Regions from separate parts of the Mus musculus genome. Here regions 1 and 3 are each linked to region 2. The links are chromatin contacts, called in public targeted proximity ligation maps. All regions are on one chromosome and are shown on one strand. The core of a region is the stretch at or near the end of the contact, and the rest is flanking DNA. Distances in the headings are between cores, read along the strand shown. Region 1 has its middle 110 kb from the start of Gm24319. Region 2 has its middle 290 kb from the start of Gm46645. Region 3 overlaps Gm31594 (a long non-coding RNA gene).

What was found.
Region 1: a targeted proximity ligation map of embryonic basal ganglia shows a contact between it and region 2, with 6 times the contacts expected there. A contact is called at or near these places in 10 of 484 Hi-C or Micro-C datasets (the C10 cell line, Sertoli cells, cerebellar granule neurons and 7 more), 4 of 130 datasets of targeted methods (astrocytes, embryonic basal ganglia, forebrain and 1 more) and 1 of 9 other capture datasets (embryonic stem cells).
Region 3: a targeted proximity ligation map of embryonic basal ganglia shows a contact between it and region 2, with 4 times the contacts expected there. A contact is called at or near these places in 21 of 484 Hi-C or Micro-C datasets (the AML12 cell line, the Ba/F3 cell line, the N1E-115 cell line and 15 more) and 1 of 130 datasets of targeted methods (embryonic basal ganglia).

The regions. Positions count from the first base shown.
Region 1 is chr19:15,788,423-15,793,358 of GRCm38.p6, reverse strand. No RefSeq gene overlaps it. Among named protein-coding and RNA genes, the nearest start is that of Gm24319, 110 kb to the right of the region's middle.
Region 2 is chr19:15,050,289-15,055,007 of GRCm38.p6, reverse strand. No RefSeq gene overlaps it. Among named protein-coding and RNA genes, the nearest start is that of Gm46645, 290 kb to the left of the region's middle.
Region 3 is chr19:15,613,199-15,617,581 of GRCm38.p6, reverse strand. All of the region lies in intron 2 of Gm31594 (a long non-coding RNA gene), which reads right to left. Among named protein-coding and RNA genes, the nearest start is that of Gm31594, 16 kb to the right of the region's middle.

The DNA.
Region 1 (4,936 bases), core at 1,004-3,503, 740 kb before region 2:
AGAGAGTGTGTGTGTGAGAGAGAGCATGTGTGTGTGCATTTGAAAGAGTGTGTGCATGTGAGAGTGTGTGTGCATGTGAGAGGAGTGTGTGTGCATGTGAGAGTGTGTGTGTGCATGTGAGAGTGTGTGTGTAAGAATGTGTGTGAGTATGTGTGTGTGAGAGTGTGTGTAACAACGTGTATATGTGAGTTTGTATGTGTGCATGCAAGAATGCGTTTGTGAGTGCGAGTGTGTGTGTATGTTTAAATGCAATCTTAAGAGCTAATGCTTTCTTCTAATCTTTATTTTTTCTTTTTTGCTTATCCTTGTATGCTTCATTTCAAGTTATATTTATATATACGACCTAACCAACTTTAGATCCCAGTGGAGAAGTAGACATTGAGTATAATCTCTACACTATAAAAATAAAGGTGAGGTATAATATTGTCAAGGCAAGAGAGAGCTAGAAGCTCTGGGGAATATGGGGAATAATAGTAATGTAAGTGAAGATGCACATCACATCCCCTAGGCATCTTACGCGCAAATGATAACTGTTGAGAGTCTACAACACAGGGTTGTCATGGGTTTGTGATTGTGAATTGTGGGTTATTAGTTGGCTGTCTTTGACTCTGGGGTACAATTAGCCCCATTGCATGGGAAAAGAAAATCTCAGCTTTTCTTTTGTAGTACTTCTTCCTAGTTCCTCAGGAAGCTCAAGGTCATCCGAAAATTAGAGATTTCAAGCGTCACAAATACCTACAAGGAAACCACAGGTATTTACAGTGGCAGGTTAGAACACCGAACCTCAGGAGGCATGCTGGGCTCTGAAAGTGACGGCCCCTCCCAGGCCTGCATGATTTCTCCCCAGAAGCCCGCCGGGGGACTTCATTCTGGCCCACTTTATAGGTGCTTGCCCAGCTGGAGATCACTTTATTTCATTGCATAAATAACCAAGATCTCTTGTACGTTCCTTTATTTCCCCCTTTGAGCTGCAAGAATGGTGGCAGATCCGGAGGTTCTCTCACATATACCTGACATAAATGTGAGCCGAAGGAGGGGGAGTAATAAGGACTAACGTTTATAGACCTCTCTCATTAAAACTCACCTTCAGAAACCACTGCTGCTCCTTTCTTATAATCCAATGATGCCTTGTAACCACCTAACCATTTTTAATATTCCCCAGACTCCACTGAACTCCGCTCCAGCTCAGACAGTGTCTAGCTAGTCAGAGAAAGCAGTCTGCCGTCATATTTAAAAGCTGTTATTGGGATGGGTTTTACAGGCACTGGGCTAGGACAATTCAGAAACAATTGCTTATGTGATAGTTGGAGGATTTGTCCCTGTCAAACAGTTAATATTGCTTTAATACATGAAGTAGGCTGTATAAGACAGCAATAATGAAAAATGTCAGGAAAGACAATATCAATTGTTATTCAACATCCACATCAAAGATTACTTTTTTGTCAGTAGCTTTCAGAAAATGTATTTTCCATCAGATCTGATTGCGTTCCCCTTTGAAGTGCTCCGCCCTCCCGGTAGATTTAATGTGACATCTAGGCACTTTTTAGTCCCTGGGCCTCTGAGGCGATTCAGAGAGGCACAACAAGCCATCACAGGTTTATCCTCAAAGGCCGACACTGTCTGTCTGATTTATTGTAACTTTAAGAATCATCTCCAGCAAAGCGTGAGCCTTGCTACCCATCCACAGCGTCAGACTTTTATCAATTCATTTGTATGCAGCCAGTGCCTCTTGGAACCGAGAGCCCTATAGCCACTCATGGAAAATGCATTACCTGCGACTAATCCTTTTTATCTTTAAAGTCTGTATTTTTTATGTATAAGTCATTTTGGGTTATCATAAAATATACATAATTCTCCCTCCCCCGACAAGAAAAAAAGGCAAAATGGAAAGAGAATATATAATAAGTTATGAGCTTGTGGTGTCCTTATCAGCAAGGATTCTAAATAAACAGCTCTCTTTATGTAAACACCCAGGATATAAAGCCAGGATTACTTTCAATGGGAAATAGGAATGCTTCCATTTTTTTTTCCCTTTTAGGTTTCAAAGTGAAAACAGGGAGATTAATCATTGAAAACACGCTTGCTCTCGCAGCCCTCCTTTTCTGGTGTGTTTGCTGCCGAGGGGAGGGGGAGCTGCTGATGGGAGTGGGGTGGGGGTGGGGGTGGGGGTGGGGCCGAGGCTGACAGTCATTCTGTTTCACAGGTTTGACAAACTGCTCACTCTCCGATGTTTCCCAAGCCATTCCCGAAACGGCCTTAATTAAGAGTGCTAGAGGCTTGAGTCCTGTACAGCGTCGTCTCCAACCCCACCCCGGTGCTGGTGCCATTCTGCTGTCTGACCTTCCTGGGATATTGTGCTTCTGTGCCCGGCATCCCAAGTGCCAGCTGCTGTCTTGTGCCATTCTGTAACGGTTGCAGGCGTTTTGATTCTGCTAAGGTCTGGATTTTCATAGGCATGGGAAACTCTTCTCTTTTAGACTGAATATAAACGCTGGCAGGCTTGTGCCCTTGTCTAATTAAACTCCCTGCCTGCCTGCAGATCTAGTTCTGGTGTGCCTACTAGGGACCATCTATGTTTACTGGCCTACTACACATGTGTCTGACAGCTTTCTGGCCACCACAATGGACTATTTCAACAGAGCCCAAAATATTTACCGTTGTATCCTTTCCAGAAATGACACACCTCCCTGCCCTGGAACCAACTTGTAACTTTAAATTAATGGAGTTAGTTAGTCCAGTCTGACATTTATTTCACAATCAGAGTGCAGAGTGGTTTTGGGAAGTCAAAATGGTCTTGGGGGTGTTGCCAATGGCTGGTAAAGACTTCTGAATGGGCACTGACTGTGGATAGGGTTAAGCGTTTGATTTTTTTTTTAAATACTTTTGATTTTTAAGACCCAATATGGTAGGCATTGCTTAGAATCTGCCCAATTTCCAGGGATGCTGTTCTTTTTCTGTCTGGACTCTGTTAGGTCTTTCTGTGGAAATAGGGAGGTAGTTTCTAGGATAGTATCCAATCATATGAGCATAAAAAATGACTTAATAGTTTGTTAAATAAACGCAATGTCAGGTAATGTCTATATTGTTTACAACTTCTTATATATATCTAAACAATGTAGTACTCCCAGGCTGCCATCTGTAAAGATTGGAGGAACAGGCCAAAGAGGATTGTTTATACACTACAGTCAAACTCTTTGGGTATGTAGGGAAGATAGCTAGAAGATGTTACATTTGCATGCGTTCTCCAGATGTGTATGGTGGCAACTTATCAGTGCAATTGTGTTGGGAGGTGATGGCTCTACCCTCACTGCCAATCATAAAAAGCTTGATGGCCAGGGCTCTAGCGCACTGGTTTGAGTGATTGCATAACAGGTATACTCTATACTCACATGTAACTCTATACTCATGAGAAAGGGGGCTTAAGGATGTGGGTGTGATCGCTTGTTCCTCTTTGCTTTTCTACTGTGTTGTTATATGTGGGGAGGCCCTCACTTCGAGGCCCCTTTATCTTGGATTTCCAGACAGTAGAACTGACACAAATGAATTCGTGTTGTTTAGAAGTTACCCAACCTATGCTATGCTGCTAGAGCCACAGGAAATGGACTGAGACAAAGGGGCAGATGATCATAGCATCACTGCTCTCTCTCCTTCCAGCACTAGCCGGGCTTTGCTGTCTCTTCCCTAATAGAATGAGAAAGCAGAGAAGCATGACCCTTAGCTGAAGAGGGATTTTTAACTAGAGAAGTTGCAATCATTACATGTTCCCCCGTTATTTTTACATGCAGCTCATCTTCTGGGAAATTATCTCAGAGATCTTGCCAGAACTTGCTGAGAGATAATAGGCCGAGTGTCAGTCTTCTGTTTTCCTTGAGAAAAGGAAAAAAAAATTCACAATAATGTTAGAAGATGTTAAAGAGTTTTGAGGGCTTTCTGAAGCAGCCCCATGCGCTGCTTCAGCAACAGAACACATACCGGCTGCTGCAGACACGTAGGCATTCTGTGCTATCATGACACATTGGAAGCTCAGATTCCTTGCTTTGGTCTTTCTGATTTGTGGTGCATTCCCAGAAGTATCAGCACACTGTCTCACGTTACTAAAGTCTAGAATGTATTCATGCCAGGCCTTTCTTCACGACGGCTTTTCTGTCGGGACCTCACTGCCATAATTTGATTGTGCCTCCTGACGATTCTCTGTTAGATGTTATTACTCTATTTGCATGTTGCTGGTATGAGGGTGGGGCCTTCGGGAGGTTACTCAGTTTAGATGAGGTCACGGGGTGTAGTATTCACTGAAGGATTGATGGCTTCATGAGAGCAACCTGAACATGCCTCTTGCAATCTGATGCACTCCCGGTGATACAGGAAGATGGCCTTCAGCACATGCAAGCATCATGCTCTTGGATGTCCCAGTCCCTAAAACGGTGAAACAAATAAGCTTCTACAGCACGTGCTATTCTGTTAAAGTGGCAGAGCGCAGACTTACTTAGACAGCCAGCCCACCAGCTTCTAGTCCCACGGGCCTCATCCGTTTGGAAACTCGGGCAGATGTTTTATGCTCAGCGTGATCACTGCTTTTGCGGAAGTTTCCATGGTTTCTCCTTATTCTTGCCTATGACCTCACTGAGGTTGCCTACAGCACTGCAGACACCCTGCCATCATATTTCTTAAATTCCATTGCCGTCTTTTGACTTGAGCTCCTGGAGGGTGGGAACTACGGCTGAACTGACCTCTCTGTCCCTGCACTTTGGATCGCAATTTACATGAGCGAGTATTGAACACCTGTCCATCCATTCAAAAATAGGAGATTGCAGATCTTTCCATGTCTGCCCCCCTCTGCAAATCCCACAGCCTGTGCCACGAGAGCATGCAGAATCAACTAAGCAGGACTCACAGGGGCTCACAGAGACTGAAGGGATAACGAGGGAGCCTGGATGGG
Region 2 (4,719 bases), core at 3-2,502:
TCTCATTAAAACATTTTAAAGCAACAGATGCAATTAATTTTATAAACTTATCTTATTTACCCGAGTTACCTGAAATATTAAGAAGTCAACTTGTAATTGACCTAAACTTCTTGTTATCTGTCTCTCTTCCAAATTAAGCCTTTGGAATCTGGTGTATATCTTCCACTGACAGTCACATGTGACTAACGGGGCTTCTAATTTGCCAGAGAAGATTCAGAAAAATCTGAATTTTAAAATGCAGGCTAGCAAACTTGTCTGCCAAGAGGTCAAACCCCCTTTAGGCTGTGTTGGTGAATCACCTGCTCTGGTGAGTCCTTGCCTTCCTGATGTCTGCCTGCACACAGACACACTCCCTGCTGCAGTGAGGGACAGTTCCTGGCAAACATGTTTTCTCCTTTTAGGGTGGGGGAAGGGGTATTTCCTGAATAGGAGCTGGGGGTTATGGGAAAACAGGGGAGAAGAACAGGGATTAGTGGATGCTTTGCATTCACATCAATATTTGTTCTTGTTCTTATCAAGCAGAAAAAGCAGAAAGTCTCCCTTGCACTTCCCAGTTTTGTGATGCCCGTAAGGCAGAGAGGGAAGGATAGGAGAGACACAAGGGCCTGGAAAATCTTCAGCCCCCATGCCCTCATACCCACCTCATGCCTGGTCTTGGGAGAAACAGAAAGCCCTGACTCAGTGGTATCTGAACCCTTTGGCCTTTATATACGTAAAAAAGAATTCATGTTTCAAAAAAAGAAATGGATTTCTTCGGGTAAGCACACTAGAAATGAAAATGATTAAAAGCAAGTGCCTGAGAACCACCCAAATATTATGATCTCTTAAAATTAGTATGTATCAATTTTGCCTGAAAATACCTGTTCTCTGCCCTAGACCCTTAGAAATACATTATTTTTGTGAATAGATTATTCTTGGGGGCAGGTATTTTATCTGCTTGGGTAAACTTACTACATCACCACTTCACCCACCCCCACCCCCAATGCTCTTCATCCCAAGCCTGGGTCCAGTGAACTCCTAAAACCCCCCTGGCCTTCAGTTCCATCTGGTCCTCAGCCCTCTCTTGTCTTCATATGCATATGCAGCTCCTCTCAACAGGGCAGGGCTAACTTAGCCTAGCTGATTTGATGTAACTGGATAAAATTATTGTGCGCTGTGATTGTAAATACTCCTTCTCTCATTCCTAGCCTGGAAAGGCTGGAGAGCCATTACATCGTAATTGGGTAATTTCTTTTTTAGCTATCCAGAGGCATCAAAGGCTGTGTGGTGCAGGATGTCTGGTGCCAGCTGGTGTTAAAATGTTGTCAATTCTGAGAGAACCCAGGACCTAATTCATGGACGGAATCTTTTAGGATTTAAAGCACTTTTACTTAACTTGTTTTGAAACTGGAGATCTGAATCCACTATTCCAATCTATTTGAAGAAGAAAATATTTGGTCTGCAAGGTCTCTTTTGTTTCCATTTTCTTTCTTTCTTTTTTTTTCTCCTTTTCTTTTCCTCCCCCTGCTTTATGCACACTGCACTTTTGGAAATTTCAGCAAATTGCAAAGCCATGTGTTTATGTAGCAAATGGCTTTGTTCTAGTTCATTTGCAGCTTACAAAAATGTGTTTAGATGGAGATGTGCATAAAGACACACACACACACACACACATCAACACACACCTTATAGCTCAAAGAAAAGAGGTCAGTTCCTGGAGTTCATAAATTCTACCAATTAATTGGGCAGTGTGCGGCAGCTGTCATTGTACAGAAGACCAATAAAAGAAAATGAAGCCCGGAGATTCATTTCAGAATAAAAGTAGGGATGTAAAAATGTAAGGGAGGCAATCTTTTGCCCCAAGCATTATGTGCCAATCCAAAACAGAAGGAAAGGAATGAAAGCACTGTTGCAGGGAGGAGAGGGAGGTAGACAGAGGTAGGAAATAGCAGTGGGTGCTATTCTCGCCACTACAGAATCTGCGCAGCAAATTGCTGTGCTTTAAGAAGAAGTAGCAATCAGCACCGATTGAAATATCCCTGAATGCAGCTATAATGATGTTCCTCTTCTCCCTCTTGTGTCTGGCACGATAAGCCATCATCAGAAATGTGCACCATCATGCAGGGTACATTTTCTAAAGACAAGAACACCCCTGCATGTGATTCCGAGCCTGAGAGCAATCCGTGTGCCTGAGGTGCAGACACGGGGCCAGCTTCACCAGCATGTAACCTGTCCAATCACACGGAGGCCTCCTAGCACAAAGACCGCATGCTTCATTAAATGCCACAGTGTTGTCAACTTGAAATTAAAACTCCTCATAATTGTGAACAAGGAGCTATGGGTTTCATCTTGTTGTAGACCTTGTTAATATCAGAGGCATAAAATGCAGCTATTTAAAATGTCTGCACCTGAAAGATTCACGCACAGCTTCCCTGACCAGGTAATCAGGAACACAGAGAATAAAACAGCAAGTAGAGCGTTCTCACATATCATGAGGGGAAGTCACCTCTTGTCACTCGCTGGTTCCTGAATTACAGCAATTGCCAAAAAAAGCCACCTGCTGCCCTGAACCCCAGCTCTGCATCCACAGTCTACCAAGGCAGCTCTGGGTGTTCCTTAACTGGCTTGAGTTACAGAGCACCAAAGTCAAGTCGCATCAGAAGTTATTTGTTGTGAGAAGACATAACACAATCTGGTAGAAAGCAGAATCATACAAAAGGATCTCATGTGTATACTATTGTGAGCTTGTTAGGTGGAGGAAAAACAGGATAAAGGGGACACCGTAACAAACTAGTGCATCAAATCACACGTGATTGTGTTTCTCTGGGTTTTTCTCCCTGGCAATGAGCATATTACAGACCTGATTAAGCCATCTTGCCACTTCTTTTCTTGTTCTCAGGGCAATATTTTTGAGTGGGAGTGTGCCTCGAGTAACTCTCTCATGCCATGAGGGGATAGGTCCAGCTCTGAGAACTGCTTAAAAAAAATTAGCGCACAAATATTTTAAAAAGAGATTTTAATGGTAGTAGTATCAAAATCTAAAATACAAAGACTGCCATAAGAAGGTTTTGGGTGTTTTGTGGTTGTGGGTATGATTAAGTTGAGGTGTCTTCTCAAAATTATTGGAAACAAGTGACTTTGGGGAGAGAAAACACTGGTAGGATCAGATGACTCTAGACTTTCAGTAAACCACTACATCTGAGACTTATCCACATTCCTATCATATGTAATTATATACTAAGGCAAAGACGTGAAGGACTGTTGGCTCTTCTAAGGAGAGAGTCACATGCACACACAGAGAAAAAGCTCCATTGCCCATGTCTGCCAGTTCAGTCATTGCTCGCTCAGTCAGGTTTCATAAAATCAAGGATCCAGAATCTTATTATGATCCAGTGCAAGGCAGAGGCACTGGAGATCTCTGGATTCCAGGAATGGTTCCACCATCTTGGGGTCATCGTAGGGTCAAAAAGACTCTGATCAGTAGAACAAGCAAAAAACGACACGGGAAGAAGTTGATAGGTATTCACAGGGCCCAGAGTCCCAATCTGTCGGTCAAAGATGTCTTGAGATTGTAGCACTCTTATTGGTGCCACACAATGAATAAAACAAAAGCTATTTCACTACCTGCAGTTCAGCAGATTCACCCTCTCTGTGATAAATGACTTAAGTTCTTATTCATAGACACTCAAAAGCCAAATATCTGGAGCTTAGCCCTGGCCCACTCTTGTTCTTGAACCACTCTTAAGTAATAGGACAAATCCTGTGGATTTGGTTGGATTTTATACATAGTTAAGAGCCACATAATGTCATTATGCCAACAATGAAACATATATACAGAAATGGTACTATAAGAATACAATGCCTTCTGAGATTTTCTGCCAGTGTCTGACAAATACAGAAGTGGATGCTCACAGCCATCCATTGGATGGAGCACAGGGTCCCCAATGAAGGAGCTAGAGAAAGGACCCAAGGAGTTGAAGGGGTTTGCAGCCCTATAGGAGGAACAACAATATGAACTAACCAGTACCCCTTTAGCTCCCTGGCACTAAACCACCAACCAAAGAAAACACATGGTGGGACTCAAGGCTCTAGCTGCATATATAGCAGAGGATGGCCTAGTCTGTCATCAATGGGAGGAGAGGCCCTTGGTCCTGTGAAGGTTCTATGCCCCAGTATAGGAGAATGTCAGGGCCAGGAAATGGGAATGGGTGGGTTGGTGATCAGGGGGAGGGGATGGGGGGTTTTCAGAGGGGAAACCAGGAAAGGGGATAACATTTGAAATGTAAATTTTAAAAATCTAAGTTAAAAAGGGGAAAAAAGAAATGTAAATAAAGAAAATATCTAATAAAAAAATAAGAGTTAAAAAATTCCTTTTACTACATTATGTCATACTATCATAATGTCATAGACAACCACCACTCAGGTGTTTGCAGTGAGATTCCTATAAACACATCTGTAGCATTGCAAGTTGAATTCAAAATATATGGCATGAAGTCCCTCAATAGTGATGAGACATGACCATTTGCAGTACATACTGTACCATACTCCCATTACTTTATAAAATATTCCTACATATAAAAGAATAAAAGAGTATGCAAAATTGCAATAGCAGCAGCCCATCCAGGGCATTGGCTGTGTCTTTTGATTAAATCAGAACACATAATGTGATGGGCCTATACCAAAAAAGTATATGAAAGATAATTGTGGTGTTCACAGAATGATGAAATTGCCCTTCTCAGA
Region 3 (4,383 bases), core at 1,527-4,026, 560 kb before region 2:
CTGACTCTTTTCAGCCTGTGTGAGGAAAATTGATGAATAATTTCCTTAGGTTTTCACAAACCAAGGCTGAGAATTCAGATACCATAAAATTGTTGTACCCTCAGTTTCTGGGTTGCTGTGTCTACATGTCCACACTGGCCCTGCCTGCCACACAGTCTTTTACATATAGTCAGTCAGCTGTACCATCTGCCCCAGAACCAAGTAATTTCCTGCCTACCCTCACTAGCAACATATGCAACACACTGTTTCTCTAATATACAAAATGTCAAAAGATTGCTCTAAGGTGCAAACAAGTCATCAGATGTCTATGTTTCCACGGCAATTAAATAGTCACAACATGGCAGTCCAGAGAGAAAGCTTCCAGAAGTCACCGTGTGCAAAGGCAGTCACTGGCTCTGGGTGACGTTATTTATCGCTCTAGTCCCTGTCTGTGGCAAGAAAACGAAGTCCATGAGGTAAAGACTGGAGATGCTGCAGTCTCTTGCTTTCCTATCAAATTTGCCCTACATTTAAATTTAGACCTTGTAGTTTTTGACATCAAATGGAGGGAAGATTTTTCTTACCTTCTCTCTGATGTCTAATCAACCCTATGGCTGACTGTAAGGCAGGGTGGCCTGTGATTCAAAATATTTACTGGGAAGTGGTAGGGCCAAAATCAGACAGGAAGCAGGTGTGTTAAATCCTCCAGGAAAATAACTTCTCCCTTTTCTCAAATTAATTTGGCAACAACAGAGCTGATTTGACCCTTAGGTGGCATGGTTTCTGGACCATCGAGGAATACTCTTTTGCATATTAAAAACAGTCTCCTTTTAGTGTAAGCTGCTTAGTGACCTTTGGTCTCAGTGGGCTAAGCAGAGGGTTTCAGGATGGGGAGCTTGGAGATCAGTGGAGGCAAACAGGAGAACCTGGGTGGTGGTGGACACAGAGAAAATCAGCAGTAGAAATGGGGAGGGGAGGAGGACGTATCTACAAGGGGCAGCGTGGAGCTTGTTCTAGGAGAAGCCCCGCAGAATGTACCGTTTTGCCTGTGAATACTCCTTCAGGCTGGATCGGATTGGTGGTGTGAGCGGTTAGCTAAGGCAATTCAAAAGTGAATGGAAGGATGTATTCTTTATTCTTGTTTTCATATTAGTCCCTGCTCCATACATCCTTGGCCAATATATCACCCTTTTTTCCTGAATTCTCATCCCCTCATTCGTCCTTGCAAATGTCCTGTTCAACTGCTCTCCATTTTTATACGTAGTAGATGCCAGGTACTCTGGATTTGAGGATGAAAAACATTTCAAAAGCTTTTCAGATAACCATGGAACTATTATTCAGAAAAAAACATCCTTTTCTTTAAAATGTTAGCCTGTATAGTGGAAATTTTAAATGTTTCTATGTTTAGTATAAATAATATTAGAAAGCATTAATGTTTTAAACCTGTGATTCTCATAGTTCCAGGAACTACCCAAGGATTTGGCCAGCATCTAGTTCAGTGGGTCCAAGGTGGGCCTAGACGCTATGCTTTTCTCACTTGAGGAATACTGACCTGCTGGGACCACTTTGACGGACAGGGCTTTATCCTATGCTATTGTATGGCATGGTTCTAACAGGAAAAGAGAAAGTGCTTACTGTGACAGGGGTCTCTAATAGTTTAGGAGAGGTGTTGAGACATGTCACTGTGAGACTCTGGGCAGGGACTCTGTTGCTGAGGCACCGTTTCCTGTTTCCCGCCGTCTGATTGGCAGTCTTCAGGAGCACACATGGTGTCCAGGGCACCAGGATGCAGGTTTCCTCCTAAGAGAGGAATCAATCCTGGCCTGCATCACTGTTTTGAAACATCACAACTGAAATGGCTTTTATGTTGCTAAAAGAAGAAGAGGAGGAAGAAGAAAAAAGGCACAGCTTTTGAAGGGGAAAAATAGTTTTCCGATAACCCCCATTAACTACAGGGGTCATTGTGGCAGAATGAATGGGGTTAGAAATCTGCTAAAAGCTGCAGTATATGGTACGCGGTGACTGACAAGCCTTTTGCTGAGTAGTTACAAATGGGACTAATGGTTTAAACTTGTTAGTCATTGTCAGAGCTCTGATCCTCGAGTCAGCCATGGAAGCTATGGCAGAAATCGATAAGGCGCCACTTTCCGCAGTGAACTGCTCGACCATATAGATTGCCTGAAGGGAAATGCTGAGTTCCCTCCCAGGCTGTCAGATGAAAGCGGGCAGCTAAATCTCCAGGAAGATTGACCACATTGCTCGGGGCAATTAGGCCTTTCACCACTTTGAGCAGCCGATTATAAAGGCATGGGGAAGGGGGCAGAGGCCAGAAGCCATCTTGGAGCCTTCTGAGCTGGTGGGGCATTTCTTCCCTCCTGGGTTAAGACTTACATGTTTGGGGTTGCCGCTGGCCTGGCCCCTCCTCTTTCCCTGTATTTCCTTCAGCAGCTGCAATGGGAGGCCAGGCAGCCGTAGCCCTTGGTTGCTGATGGACTGTACCGGCAGCTGAACTCCATCAGTCCTCCGTGCACAGCCCAGGCTTCCCATTGGGCTCAGTTCAAAAACAATCAGGTCCCATTGTTCAGAGCCTTTTTGGGCAGAGCCTTGCGAGGGTGCCAAAATCATCAGGCAAAAAAAGAAAAGTGCTTGTTCTCGAAACAATGACAGACAAGCTGCAGATTGGCAGCAGGCTGTGAGGGGCCAAGTGGCCCTGCAGGGCTGGGCTCTGACAGGAGCCCGTGTCTCACGTACAGAAGGCCTCCCAGTTCCCTGCAGTCCAGATGTACCAGAGGAGAGGAGCCTTGGGAGATGGCGAAGCTTGGCTTTTCTGTTTCAAGGCAGGGTGGAGTGGCTCAGGCCTTGCTTATAGAGTTTCTGGCTTCCTGCTTCATCTGCTCAAATCTCACCGGTGAATGCCGATGGTTTCTATTGTCCCCAAGGCTGAGCATCAACCTCTCCTACCTAAAATTAGCCACAGATTGACTTCTTTAATTTTTCTCTCCTTTTCTTGCCCCACCTGGCGCCTTTTCTGCTACCTTTAAGTTGCATCATGAACCCTGGCTTTCTAGGTATTGTTTAGCTGGCAAGGCAAGATGCTGTAGAATTGCCCCTAATTATTGCTTTTGGGGAGGGCTGTCCATCCTAGTTTCAGACCACTCACTGTCCTGATCAGTGCAGCTACTGATGCAGAGTGTTGAAAAGTTTGTCTTACAAAGTTTGCTTGGCAGCTGGTGACAGGAAGAAGGGTTTACATGTTAAAGATACGGATGTCAGAACAAAACACTGATTGGTGTTCCTTAGGAAACAAAGGGTGGTTGTGGGATGCCATAGCGGTGGTCTTTTCCATGGAAGGGATGACGGAGGGGATTGCTGCCATTTTCTGCGACAGGGGAAGAAGAGCTCTGGTCTCATGGGCAGTTCTAATGGGTTATTTCTTGGCTCATCTTCAGTTCACTATACAGCCATGGGATGTCATCCATTATTAAGGAAGCTTCATGTCACTCATTCCCAGGATGGATTGGCCACCTAATGACATCAAAGGGAGTTGTAAAATGTAGACCAGCAGAAGTAAGCCCTCATGTGCTTTGAGTTCAGGGGTGAAGGTACATCCACTGAGGTAACATATGCACTACTTGTGGGATGGCATGTCACCATGTTCAGGTAAAAGCATAAGGGACGACCCCTCTGCCACTTCACTCCATTTTGCTGTGAACCTAAAACTGCTCTAAAAAGTAAATTCTAGCTGGGCATTGTAGCACACATGACATTTGAACACCCGGGCACCCAGAAAGTAGAGGCAAGAAGATGAGGACATCAAGGCCAGCCTTGGCTACACAGTGATTTCAGAGTCATTCTCAAGCTACATAAAATCCTGTCTTGCCCCAACCCCAAACAAAAGGTGTCTCTGTGTGCGCGTGCGCGAGTAAAGCTCTACTTAAAAAGACAGGAAATACCCATCTGAACGACAACAAGAACATCAGCAACAAACCATCAAACCAAATAGAGCAAAATGCAAGGGGGGTGGATATAAAGCACACCCAGACCATAATTAGGCACACAAGCCGAGTGGAAGGAAGCAACTGATTTGACTGGAGTATCCTCCCATGATGTGAATGAACCTGACCTCCAACTTCTTTTACTGTGTTAAATGAGAATTATTTTGCAAACTAAGAACACTTTTTTAGGTGTCTGGTGAATTCCTTTAGACATATAACTGACCACAGGGAATTATCTAGAACTTACGGAATTTTGAGAAAAACTCAGGAAGACAATTGCTTTAATAATTAGCCTCTCAGCTGGCGTTTTAAAGACAGCTCTACTGATGACACAGCATAGGATTCTAGTACTGAGCCTTCACTCTACCCTACATGCTTTTGAGCTCTATATATTTGCCCCTTTTCCTTT